2 separate regions of the Zea mays genome follow, and region 2 is linked to region 1. A link is a contact called in public Hi-C data. All regions are on one chromosome and are shown on one strand. The core of a region is the stretch at or near the end of the contact, and the rest is flanking DNA. Distances in the headings are between cores, read along the strand shown. Region 1 holds the start of LOC100276223. Region 2 holds the start of LOC103636217.

What was found. Hi-C and Micro-C count contacts between places; a contact is called where the count stands out from the background.
Region 2: a Hi-C map of leaf shows a contact between it and region 1, with 8 times the contacts expected there. The contact joins the promoter of LOC103636217 here to the promoter of LOC100276223 in region 1. A contact is called at or near these places in 7 of 25 Hi-C or Micro-C datasets (bundle sheath, ear, endosperm and 2 more).

What each region holds. Positions count from the first base shown.
Region 1 is chr1:71,678,713-71,684,900 of Zm-B73-REFERENCE-NAM-5.0, reverse strand. It overlaps LOC100276223, which reads right to left and starts at 2,824. Exons shown (of 6, transcript NM_001150063.2): 1 at 2,721-2,824; 2 at 1,552-1,630; 3 at 34-129. The coding sequence starts at 124.
Region 2 is chr1:71,863,754-71,869,941 of Zm-B73-REFERENCE-NAM-5.0, reverse strand. LOC103636217 reads left to right here and starts at 3,577. Exons shown (of 9, transcript NM_001347002.1): 1 at 3,577-3,846; 2 at 4,643-4,729; 3 at 4,814-4,872; 4 at 5,592-5,687; 5 at 5,896-5,976. The coding sequence starts at 3,666. LOC100282336 (small nuclear ribonucleoprotein G) reads right to left here and starts at 3,317. Exons shown (of 4, transcript NM_001155248.1): 1 at 3,147-3,317; 2 at 3,024-3,046; 3 at 737-858; 4 at 397-663. The coding sequence starts at 3,181. The coding sequence ends at 601.

The DNA of each region.
Region 1 (6,188 bases), core at 1,575-4,074:
AAAGCTTTTATCAAATAAATTTGACATTATTACCGCCACATTTCTTTGTTGTTGCAGCTTTAGGAGAAGCCTTCTTTTGAGCAGCTTTAGATAAAGCTACTATCTTAGGAGAACCTCTGAACATCTTATCTACAATATAGAAATAACACATTTATTTAACATAGAAATATTCACTAATTTCTGCGCTGTTGGTAGTCAGACCACATATGATATGCTATTGTATCTCTTAAGTTATTCCCTTCCAAATTTCCCTCATCATTTCCTTGGTCTCCATCAGGTAGGTTCACAAAAGTTTGTGGATTGATATTTCCTTGATCATTCTCTAGCCACCTCTCATCACCATTTAGTGACCGAATCAAGTTATGAAAGACTGCAGTAGCTAAAGGTATTTTTGCTTGGTTTTCCATTTTGTGAAAGGTAGCAACTTTGAGGATTGGAAATCTCTTCTTTATGACACCCAAAGCCCTCTCTACATGATTTCTTAAAACAGCATGGCGATGATTATATAACTCCTTATGATTTTGAGGTCTTTGGTGGCCACGACCAAACTCTTTCAAGTGGTACCTAACCCCACGATAAGGCGCAAGAAAGGAAGTTGTATTGGCATAACCACCATCTACTAGGTAGAACTTCCCGGAAGGTACTTGAAACTTTCCTATAGAATTGGTCATTGCAGATCTGAGAACCATTGAATCTGTTGCTGATCCTTCCCATCCAGCTGACACATAAGTTATGTTAAGGTCAAAATCACACACAACCATCACGTTTTGGCTAAGAGTCCCTTTTCTATTCCTGAATGGTGCGGCTTGATCAGGTGACATTGATACTGGAACATGGGTTCCATCTATTGAACCTATGCAATTCTGCAAAAAAGAAAAAAAGAAACGATCTTCTAAGATCTAATATTGAGGATGTTCTAAGATGGACACATAAGAGTTAAAAGAAGTCACCTTGAAGTATGGATAAAATCGGTTGTCTCCATGAATTTTTGGATGAACTTGATTGGAAGGAGGCTTTAGGAACCGCATGCTAAGGCCAGGGATAACAATGTCGAAGAAATGTTTGATGACACGGTGAAATGTATCATTGCTATGACCAAAAAAGACTTGGAGATCTTCAAATGTCGCATTGTGGCTAATCATGAATAAGAAGAACCCAAGTTTTTCCTCAACTTTGATTTTTGTATCTTTAACCAATCCTTCCATTCTAAGATAGTTGGCCAAGGATTTGAAAATGAAAGGTTCCATTCTAAATGATACCCTGCAGTTCTTGATATGGCCTTCAAGTAGCTCTCGAACCTTTTCCTCCCCGGTCAGCGCTGATGTATGCCTCAATTTCTTTTTACTACGTCCAAGATAGCCCAAGAGATGTAGGGAAGGGAGAATCAAAAGGAAGAGGTCATCATCATCCTCCTCCCTCCTCCTAATGTGATCTCTATTGCTCATGTCCATAGCAAAACTAAAAGTAGCATCAAGAGACATAAGGAAAACTAATTACTAAAGCTAGTTATGTTGTTCATATAATTCAAATTCTTTAGGTTTTGGCTAGTACCTTGAGAAAATGGGTCAGGCACCAACACCCAGGATGGGGGAGGCTCGTCCTCGCCTACTCTTACTGGAGCAGGGACAACCTGAAAATAAATAAATTATTGGTTCATATAAACATCAGTAAGAACGGATTATTGTACCTAGAAAATAAAAAGGAGATGCCATTAATACTCTAATATTTAACCCCCATATATATAACCATATAGTCATAATATCTCTTTTTTTGCAAAAGAATAAGAGAGAAACATATTAAGCAATCATCGTATGGAGAGGTACTAATCATATTAGATAATCATCATGTGGAGAGATACATGAACCATCTGTCTTTTTCATCGTATGAAACTATAGAATCAAACTATGGTCCTAGAGGATAAAATAACAAGCAGGGCTGTTTGAAATGCAACGAAAAAAAGCTGCTGAAGAACTATAGTACAATTCCATGCAGGTGATCTAGTTCGTGTACAAAAAAATATGCTGGCTCATTACATGCAGAAAAGAGAATGCAGCTGCTGGCTCATTTCTGCAACACAAGACTGAGAGAATACAATTTAGAAAAGAGGGAAATTCCATGTACTGAACTACTGAAGCCCAGAGATAAGAACTATATATAGTACAATTCCTACCTGAAGTGTACTCCTACTACTCAGGCAGTCAGGCAGCTACACTACCACACCCTGTAGGATTGGGAAAAGAAAATCAACGATTGTCTTGCAGTTTGCACAAGAGAAGAAGCTGGACGATTGCATTCCATTTTTGCATTTGGTTAGCAGTTAGCTTGCTGCCACAAAGCTGCAGAAAGAACGGTTTCCTGCGGAATTCGAGCGTCCGTACTAGCTAACTGCATACGCCTATTGCAGGGGAGAAGCTGACGTTCGCGGTGGAAGAGGCCCTGCCGGCGCGGAAGATGGAGCCCGACGACGAGGCCGAGATGGACGAGGACGAGGACAAGCTGGCCCTGGCAGTGGCCGGCGGGCGCGCGGCGACCTCATCGCGTGCGACCTCGCCCTGCAGCCGCGTCAGGTCGTCGTCTGGTTCCAGAACCGCCGCGCCCGCTGGAAGACCAAGACGCTCGAGCGCCAAATGTGAAAGATAGAGAGAGGGCGTTGAGGACGACGACCTCCAACCGGACAAGGATAGAGAGAGGGGTAGAGAGCAGATGAGAAAGGATCGAACCGGAGAGAAGCTTGCCAGCGGTGTCGACGTTGCCGGCGACGGAGAGGAAGACACCTTGCGCCGCCGCCGCTCCCCTCGGTCACGGCTCCGTGGTTTGTTTCCAGACCCTAGGAGTCATGGCTCCAATCCAGAATCTACTGTCGCAAAAAAAAAATTCAGATCCATGGGCTCGAATTCCAGTGGGCTTAACCGAACACCAAAAATGTTAGAACCTGGATTTTTTCATGGGCTTGGAATATAACCTGGATTGGAGCCCAATCCAGCCTCATCCCAGCCTGGATGGGTAGAACCGAACGAAGCCTAAAGAAGAGTCCAAGTGGATGGACCCATGAGCTCGACTACAAGTCCATGAAGAAGGTCTATAGAGAGGAGGCTTCTAGAAGATTAGATATGGAAAGCATCTTGGTTAGATAATAGATAAGCTTGTAACATAGAGATGAACTCATGCATGACTTGGTAACCGACTCGATTCCATCACAAACTTGGTAACCGACTTAGTACCTTCCATATAACCGTTGTTCCTCCTTAAGATATAAAAGGAGGTCCGAGAAAAATCCCTAAACATTAGAAGATACAAAAGGAGGGACGACAAAAGGAATGATGATATTAGGGATGCTTTGACATGATATCTCTTCTACTTAATGTGATTGGAGCTTCTTTAAAATAAAAGACATGATATGACAAAGTCAACAAAATAAAGTAAAAACAATAGGTATTGGATAGATTAGTACCGAAACATGATTGAACCAAGGTCAATCTCTTCAAAGACCTAGAGACACACGATGGTTCTCTCACTATAAGACTCTTAAGAGTCTCAACAACTTGTTCTCTTCTGTTATTGAATATGCGAAAAAGGATAGCCCAAATGACAAGAAGAGACGCCAAGCCTATGTGCTACTATATACTATATTATCTCAAGTATTTTGATTTTGTGTTTCATTTACGCTTGATGTTGTTGATCGTGGGATATGAAAATTCTCCATGGTATATTGGAGGTCATGTCAGAGGTAAAATTAACAAAACAATTTTTTAAAAAAAAAATCAAAGATGATGGTCGAGAATCTTTACCGCAGACAATATATTCCTTTTGCGAATAGCATGCAACTCCTAAGTTGGGCATGAAAGATGAGTATATTGATCGCCATAAACCAAAAAAAGTCAAACTGAACTAATTACAAGCACTATGGATAGGATTATTAAAAATCAGTTTTTGACTTTCTACTCATAGAGTTTAATAACAGTTTTGGTGAAACAAATTATAATTTGCTTACTGACATATGTCAACTTCCTGACCACTTAGATGGCCTTCAAATTCCTACCAAGATTCTGCAGCGCCGGTGGCGGTGGGGTTTCCTGCAACATGGGAGGATTTTACTCCACTTCGACAGCGTTTTCCACAAGCGCCTGCTTGGGGTCAAGCAAGTTTTTATCCAGGGGAAATGTCAGCAACTCATCAGCAGACCAGGCTTTGTCGGATGGGCCGATGGGCTACAGGAGCAACAGACTGAAGATTTGAATGCTGGGCTTCAGAGGTCTTCACCGGATGGGCCGAGAAGAGGTGAACGTGTGCGAAAGCCAAATGTCAGGGTCCAAGGCCCAAGAGTGGAGGGCGTGAGCGTCGACATCTTGTAACAGAATTATTTAGCACAGTGGCGGACCCAGGAACTGATGACAGCCTAGGCGAGAATACGGTGTGATCCCCACGCCTGTGCTCGTGCCACGTGCTGCTTGCTTCCGTACAATGTGCTCGCGCCTTGCCCTCCATTGCAGCCGGCGAGCCAGCCCAGGCCACCGCCTGCGGTGCCTGGGTGGTGAGTCCGCCCCTGATTTAGCATGTTCATCTTCTTCCCCGAGTCTCTGTTCCTTGTTCATTCTCCTACTGTTCTCGTTCTATTCTCGATCTGCTGCTACTCAGACTGTGAATTAAGGTTCAATTATTGTCACCGATACACTTGTAACACAGTGCTACCTAGTACGACGCGAGGTAACCAAGCACGTACTCCATGCAGCACACGCCACGCAACAAACTCTACTTGCATCTGAATTAATTTAAAATGGTCACATGCAACTGAGCAACTAAGCACCGTTACTGTACAGCTAGCCTAGCTACTAGCTAGCTGGGTTAACATAAGCAAGCAAACATTATCGTTCCCCTCCACCTCCACGCGTGCCTCACGTACGTCTGGCCATGAAGAGCATTGCTAGGTCGATCAGTGGTGCGAGCCAGGCTAGTCTGGCCTAGGAAACCAAACGCGTACTACTCTTTATTTGAGCTATTTTGTTGTGGCGTATGATCCTGCGCCCTATTTCCGCCATCTCTTTACACCACATCTATGCACTCAGCGGGCGCGGCTGATGAGCGATCTCGTAATAATTAATATGCATGGTGATGAATGATCACTACTAGAGATATGCTTATTTAAGACACACATTTTAAGATGGATATCAGTGCATTTTATAAAAGCGTCTTTTATAATATGCTGATGAGTAAGATAAGACAGTTTTTTGGAGATCCGTCTTTAATAAAAAAGTGATTTGAGACGGTTACATTGTAAAAATTGTCTTACATTGAGTTAAGACGAATAGTTATTGAAAACCGTCTCAAATAAATATACCTTTCGAGTCATTAAGATGACAAGAATGCCTTAAATTCTAGTTAGTATATTAGACACTTATGTATATGAAACCATCTCAAATAAAAATATTATTAGAGTCGTCAAGACTATAAAAACTGTCTTAGATGTTAGTGAATATACTAGACACTTCAAGATATGAAACCGTCTTTGTATGATATTTCTAATAAGATATGTTATAAGAAAATATAATAAATAGTGAATTCCGCTTAAACTTATCTCTACAACTTCATGTAGATGGTAAAATAGACCAACATGCGACCCGATCATTAATGTTTCACATAACAGACCTAAGTCACCATTTTGCTTTATTTCCTATCAATTACGTACTAAGGGATACAGGAAGGTATACCCATCCTATGCTGGATATATGCATTTACATTGTCAAGTTCCGAAAAACCAATATAGACTTGAGATTTCTTTAGCCGAAAGAACAAAAGAGGCTTTAGGCATGACTTACAACCCAACCTAACAATCTTTAGACGCAGACAGTTTTAGTCCATCCAACGAGGCGTCCGTCTTCACGGACTGTTTGAACACACGATGACACCAAATACTCTTCTCTCCACTCCACGAGCATCACCAGTAAGGATGAAAACGGTTAGTAAAATCTAGTAAATTTTTTGTACCGCTTAACAAATTTTCTCGATCCAGTACATTTCCGGTAACACTTATCGGATTTTCCCAATCATTTTTGGATTAATCAGGATATATAGAAAACGGTGAGACGTTTTTACCGTCCATTTTTGAAATTTTAGAAAAATCCGACATATTTTGGTAGTTTTACCATATTTTCTCGGGCCATTCACGATAGCCCAACTGACCGAGAAATATT
Region 2 (6,188 bases), core at 2,328-4,827, 180 kb before region 1:
GACGCACGAAGAAACTACCACTGAAATACAGTAGAGATTCGGTGTTCATTTTTTTTACTAAAAACCATTGTAAAAAACTAAAACAACACTCATCAGTTTTTTTATAAACTACTGGTCTTGATGTCTATAAAACCGAAGTTTTTTTAACAAAAAACCAAACAAATTCTTTTAAAAAACAAATGACCAGAACTACGATTTCATTTCAGGTCCAGACTCCCCGAGGCAAATCCACCCTGGGGCGATCCGTAATGCAGGATCCCACAAATCAAATGTGCCTCACAAGTCACAAGGCAACGGGCACTGTACAACATTAAAAGACATGACTCATTGCCAGTGTTAGCACCGTAAGACAGTAAATGTAGTCACCGTTGAACCAGGAGCATGCGTTAGATCATGTAATTTAAGAGCTCGATGAGCATGCGTTAGATCATGTAATTTAAGAGCTCGATGATTGTATAGCTACAAGCATCCCATAGAAAAAGGGATAGACATTCCACCTCCGAAGTTATGTTGCTGTGCAAAAGCATTAGTCAAATACAACAGGGTCCACTGATATCTTTTACATCAGTTTTCACGCTGCTAGTGCTAAAGAACAATGATTCACTGTGACCTCGCAACTGGCTCCAGTGCCTCGATCATTACAACACTGTTTCCCCTGATAACCTGAGGATAATAGTAGGCTGTCAGCATGTTACTAAGCAAGTACCAAATAACCTTTCAGTAGAAGAAAACTTACCACCATTCCAATATCTGTTTTGTCATTTCCATTGACCTCCACAGTGTTGTCCACCACCAGATTCATGAACTGGTCGAACCCACGAAGTGTGCCGATAACAACACGGTTTGCATTCATCTTAACTGAAGAAATGGACAAACAACGCACACATAAGCCACTTATAATTTCAATGGCAAAATATTAATCTAATGTAGCATCTCCAAGATAAAAAAATAAATAAAATGTCAAAACAGGACATTATTGCATCAATACACATAGAAAAATACAGAAAACAATGAAAGCATGAGCCTCACTGCTTGACTCAAGTAATACACTTTGGACTTTAAAAACTTTCAAAAAAAATCATGTAGAGAAAAACAAGGAAGCCTTTGTGGCTGTATATACAGTGAGACCTCAGAGATGCCATTATAAATATAGACCAAGCCTCTAGTGGGTAACAGCTTTTTTTAGGAGTTCCAACAAATTTTATAGCAAAAATATTACTAATTATGACACATAATCAAATAGATACAACATAAAACATATTTTCATATTTTTTTGTTGTGACATGTTGGGGGCTTTCGGCTTCCGAAGGTCCTCAAAAACAGGATTTAACAGTGTTTCTGGAGTATAATGTGTGAACAGGTATCTTCGGACTCGAGTCGATATCACAGTAGGAGAAGCCCAAAATAATACGAAGGTTGATACAACGCCGAAGATGTGAGCAGTAAAGCTTCGACGTGGTAGCAGAAAAGGAAACCGACTTAGATGAAAAGACTATTCAGACCTCGGTGGATTACTATAGAATTACTACCAAATGTAAAGGGCATTAATGTAATTTTATATGTGCTGTGTCCCATGCCTATAAATAGGTGAACAGTACCCCCGTACTGTTCACGCTGACTTGGCATTTGCTTTTGCGTTGCACTGGTACTTACGTCTCCTTTCAAGTCGAAATTACATTTGTAACTTGATATCATTTTTATTTCTTCATAATAATAATGCAAAAATAAGTTGATAATAATATATAATTGTCTATGTTGTCCTTCATATTTCATATGGTTCATTCTTCATCATCGTATGTTGTGTTTATGAAGGTGCGCCCTACATAACCTTCGTCCGAAAATCATTGTATCCTAAGGGAAATAATGCTTCGAAGGACGAAGTACTCTACCGTTTAACATTTTCTGTGTTGCCTTTTTCTTAACTCATAGCATCTGAGAACAAGTCCCCAACATGACATATGGTATTACTTTATATAAGATTGCCCAAGCTTAATAAATAATGACTTGGGACTTTTCTAGAAGTTGACTTATTAAGGGAATGACGACTTGTACTAGACTTAAAATGTGTTGAGGGCATAATTTATGTAACAAGTAATTATCACATTTAATACTAGGGACGACTTCCCAATAGATGTAATTTGATGCCAGCTTTTTTTTGGGTCAATAGCATTTCTTGTGTGTCAAATTCCCCAGCATTTACAAATGACAACAATCTGGCCCCTCAAAAATCAGACTGATTTACACAAGTGAATTCGAAAAGATTGATATGGCACCCTATCAGAGTAACTATGACAAAAAAAGCCTCATTTGGAAATTAATCCATAGCTTTTCGAAAATTATCATCATGTAGGGCAGCCATAGCCAAACAGGTTATGGACAGAATAGATTTTGCCATTTTGGATTATCAGAGCAACTACAAAAATGAGAAACGATGACAGAAGATCAGATAGAGTAGTCACCACACTATCATAGGGAAGGCTACAACACCAAATGAACCATCGATAGATGGGGTGTCGCTGTGACTATTATCAGGAAGCAAAAATGTAGATGAATGCACTATCAGAGTAACTATGACATGAAGCCTCATCTGGAGATAAATCCATAGACTTCAAATTATGTTCATCATTTAGAGGATTTCAAATACCAAGATCACAAACAGAGATACAATGTTCGCGCATGGTCAGGCTGAAGAAGAAACTGGAACCAAAAAGGATGTTCAAATTGCCGAAAAAAATGGAAACATTTATTTTGGCGCAAAAGCAATCGATGCAAGTTGACAACAGGAGAAAGAGCTAACAAGCAAAAGCGCAGCTAGTGAGAAATATGGTTCGTCCATGGACTGAAAGCTGGGTGATGCCCTAATCATCACTGCCCGCCCTAGTCAGCACTGGGATCATATCCCTAAGACTAAACATACTGGTGACACACATGCATGTTTCACCCTTTAAAACTAAAGAAAAATTTTCTGAACTGCAAATGAACTATTGGGGCTTGGATTGTAGAATCGAGAGAATATCACTTACTCTGAAGCTTCTTGTCCATGTACCTGCGACGCCAAAGGAAACAAACCCAAATCAGCTCAACGGAACCAATCAAACCGGATTCTAATATGAAGGGGGAGACAGATAGAGATGCGGGCGCTTTACTTCTTGAGATCCGGAGGCTGCCCCGAGCGGCTCATGGTGACGGCTACCTAGCCTCGAACGCGAGAGAGGAAAGGATTTGCGAGCTCCGAACGCCTTATACACGAGACGAAACCCTAACACAACAAACAGATAGCGGCCGAGGAGGCGAGTCTGATGGAGCAGTCCAGCTTTAAATGGGACAAGCCGCCGCCGCCGCCTCAAAACCCTAGCTCGATGGAGACATTGAGGGAGGCCACAGCCTGCAGGTAGGTTCGTTCGACTAGTCATGGGCCGCGAACCATCTACTGCAATTTGCAGCCCATGAGAGACGATCGGGCTCTCCAAGTGGGCATGGTGCAGGGTAGCTGGGCTCCCTGGGCTCCAACAAGGAACGAGGCCCATCTATAATGACGGTTAGACAAAGAAGTGGCGCAGCGGCACTAGGCCATCCGTTGAAGCGTTATCCCGCAGCGGGCAACCACGGTCACGTACGCGAAATCTCTCTCTCTCGTGGTCGTGCGCTTCCTTCCCGAGACTCCAATGCCCCTGCCTCCCCTGCTCCCGCGCCTTTACCCCACGCCGCCTCCACTTCGCGCCGGGGACAGGGGTAACGCCGTCCCTCTCTCTCCTGGAAGAAGAAGGCCGGCGCTTCTCGCTGTCGTCCGCGCAAAGAGAAAGGACGAGGCAAGCTTCACCGACCGCATCCTTGACTACATCGAGGGTATGTGTCTCGAGTCTCAACAGGGTTAGAAGCTGACTCGCTGCGGTAGAGCCGATGTCCGTTTCGTGGTACCTGAACATGTCCCTGAAGAGGGAAATGAGTTTCGGGTCTTAGCCCTCTTAGGTACTCGGATCAGTGCATCCCTATGTCAGTAGGCAGTAGCAACAACTAAAGAAAAAAAAAACATCTTTTCTGTGGTTGTTTATCTTATTATCTAAGCGAACTTAGAGCTCTTGTGCTCGTATGAGCACTTTAAATCTGGTGCCTTCATTTTTCGTCTAAGTGTGAATGTGGTTGTTTATCTTATTATCTAGGGAAATTTGGATCCATACCATTAAAAGATCACCACTTTGGATCCATACTATTACTATCTCACTTACATGTGGGTCCACATGAGTCAATGACATGTGGGGTCCATGGTATATATCTAAAGTTTGGATCTTTTAATGGTATAGATCCAATTGTTCCTATTATCTAAGCATTTTCTGTGCTCATGGAGCTCTTGTGCTCGTATGAGCACTTTAAATCTGGTACCTTCATTTCTCATCAAAGTGTGAATAGATATTTCCTAGTTTCTTCTGTGTGCCACTGCTGCCCTTACCCCTGGATGAGAAATGAATGCACCAGATTTAAAGTGCTCATATAAGCACAAGAGCTCCATGAGCATATGATATGTTCCCATTATCTAATTGGATACTGGCTACCCTTGTCATTTGTCAATGTGGCAGAGTGAGCCAGGACTACTAGCTAACCTAGCAGGCCCTGACCCTGAGTTGTTCGTTTCAAATCTTGCTAGGAGGGCCAAAGTTAAGGAGATGGTATGGAGCACCCGATTTGCTTCCCAAGGATGGGGCTGCGGAGGATGAGGAGGACGAGTCTCAAGGTACATAGAGAAAGCACTCTGTAAATTTGAACTCCTTGGCGGCTGTGTCTTCTTATTTGTTGGCAGATCTGGGGTGACAAATAGATATTGAGGAGTCTCGGGACGCTGTGCTAGTCACCAATGGCGACAGTGAGATTGGACAGGTGTCCTTTCATCTCCATGTTTCCTTATTCCTTCTGCCGTGGAAGTGCCATTGTACAGACTTTATTAGAATAGAGTAGTCCCTAAACTTATAACGTTGTATTATCCCGGTATCTAAACTCATAAAGTGCACGTTGAGGTCTCTAAACTTGTTAAGTTGTATCATCCCAGTCTCTAAACTCTTAATATGCACATTATGGTCTCTATAATTATATGTTGTGCCATCTGGGTATATAAACTTATTTTTTGTGTCATCACATGTTCATAAACTCTTAACTTGTTTTTAATCACATTAAAAATAATTTTAGAGAAACAGATACCACAATCATACAAGTATAAAAACTGAAATATGCATGTTAAGAATTGAAGGACCGGTATGATACAATTTCACAAGTTTAGGGATCTGAATGTACACTTTGGGAGTTTAGTGACCATGATGATACAATGCTACAAGTTTAGGGACCGGTAACGTACTTTACTCAATGTGGTAATTTGTGTGTCTTCATTTTGTTTCTCCCCGTAATCTGAACTGCACACTATATTCTAGAAAAGAATAATCCAGTCTAACACAACCAGTTGTTTGAGCATAAAGTCCTCGCTAAGGAAACAACTAAAGGTTCAGTTCACCCAACAACAAAAAAGAATGAACTTTTATTAGTATACCTTAGCTACAAACACTTGTAAGGGCAAACGATTCAAGTTGGTTTCCTTGTATTTTCAGATGGTGATATTAGCACTAATTCTGAAAAGGGCTAGAACAAAAGCACTTGTTAAGGATAAACGAACCACTGAAGAAGCTTTTGGAACTTATGTGGAGGTGACACTTCAATTTTTTACTGTATTCCACTATTCTATATGTTTCTCAGATGTTGCAACATTCTGCGTTACTGCTATCTTTTAGATCTGAAATTACCAATAAAAGAAACAATGCATGTATTTTTTTTACGGTTCCATCTTGTACAGTAATATTTTGTTGATAAGTACAGCGAGTATCACTCAAATAATCTCATTTTGGTTTATTATAGTGCATGGTTGGTGATATCGGAGATAAGTCCTTCACAAAGAGAGCACTAAGGGGCGTTCGTGCTATAATTTGTCCAGCTGATGTATGTTAAAACTTTGAGGTTTCTATTCATATATTAGCTACTCCCAAAGCATGAGGTGTACTTGTGTTCAACATAAAGCATGGGGCGTACTATTTGCCCAAAAAATAATCATTAGGTGTACTGTTTTATTATCTGTACAATTGTTGATTGTTTGACACTTTTTGGAGGCCCTCTAGCTGATGGCCTGATGTTTAGGGCATTACTTAATTTTT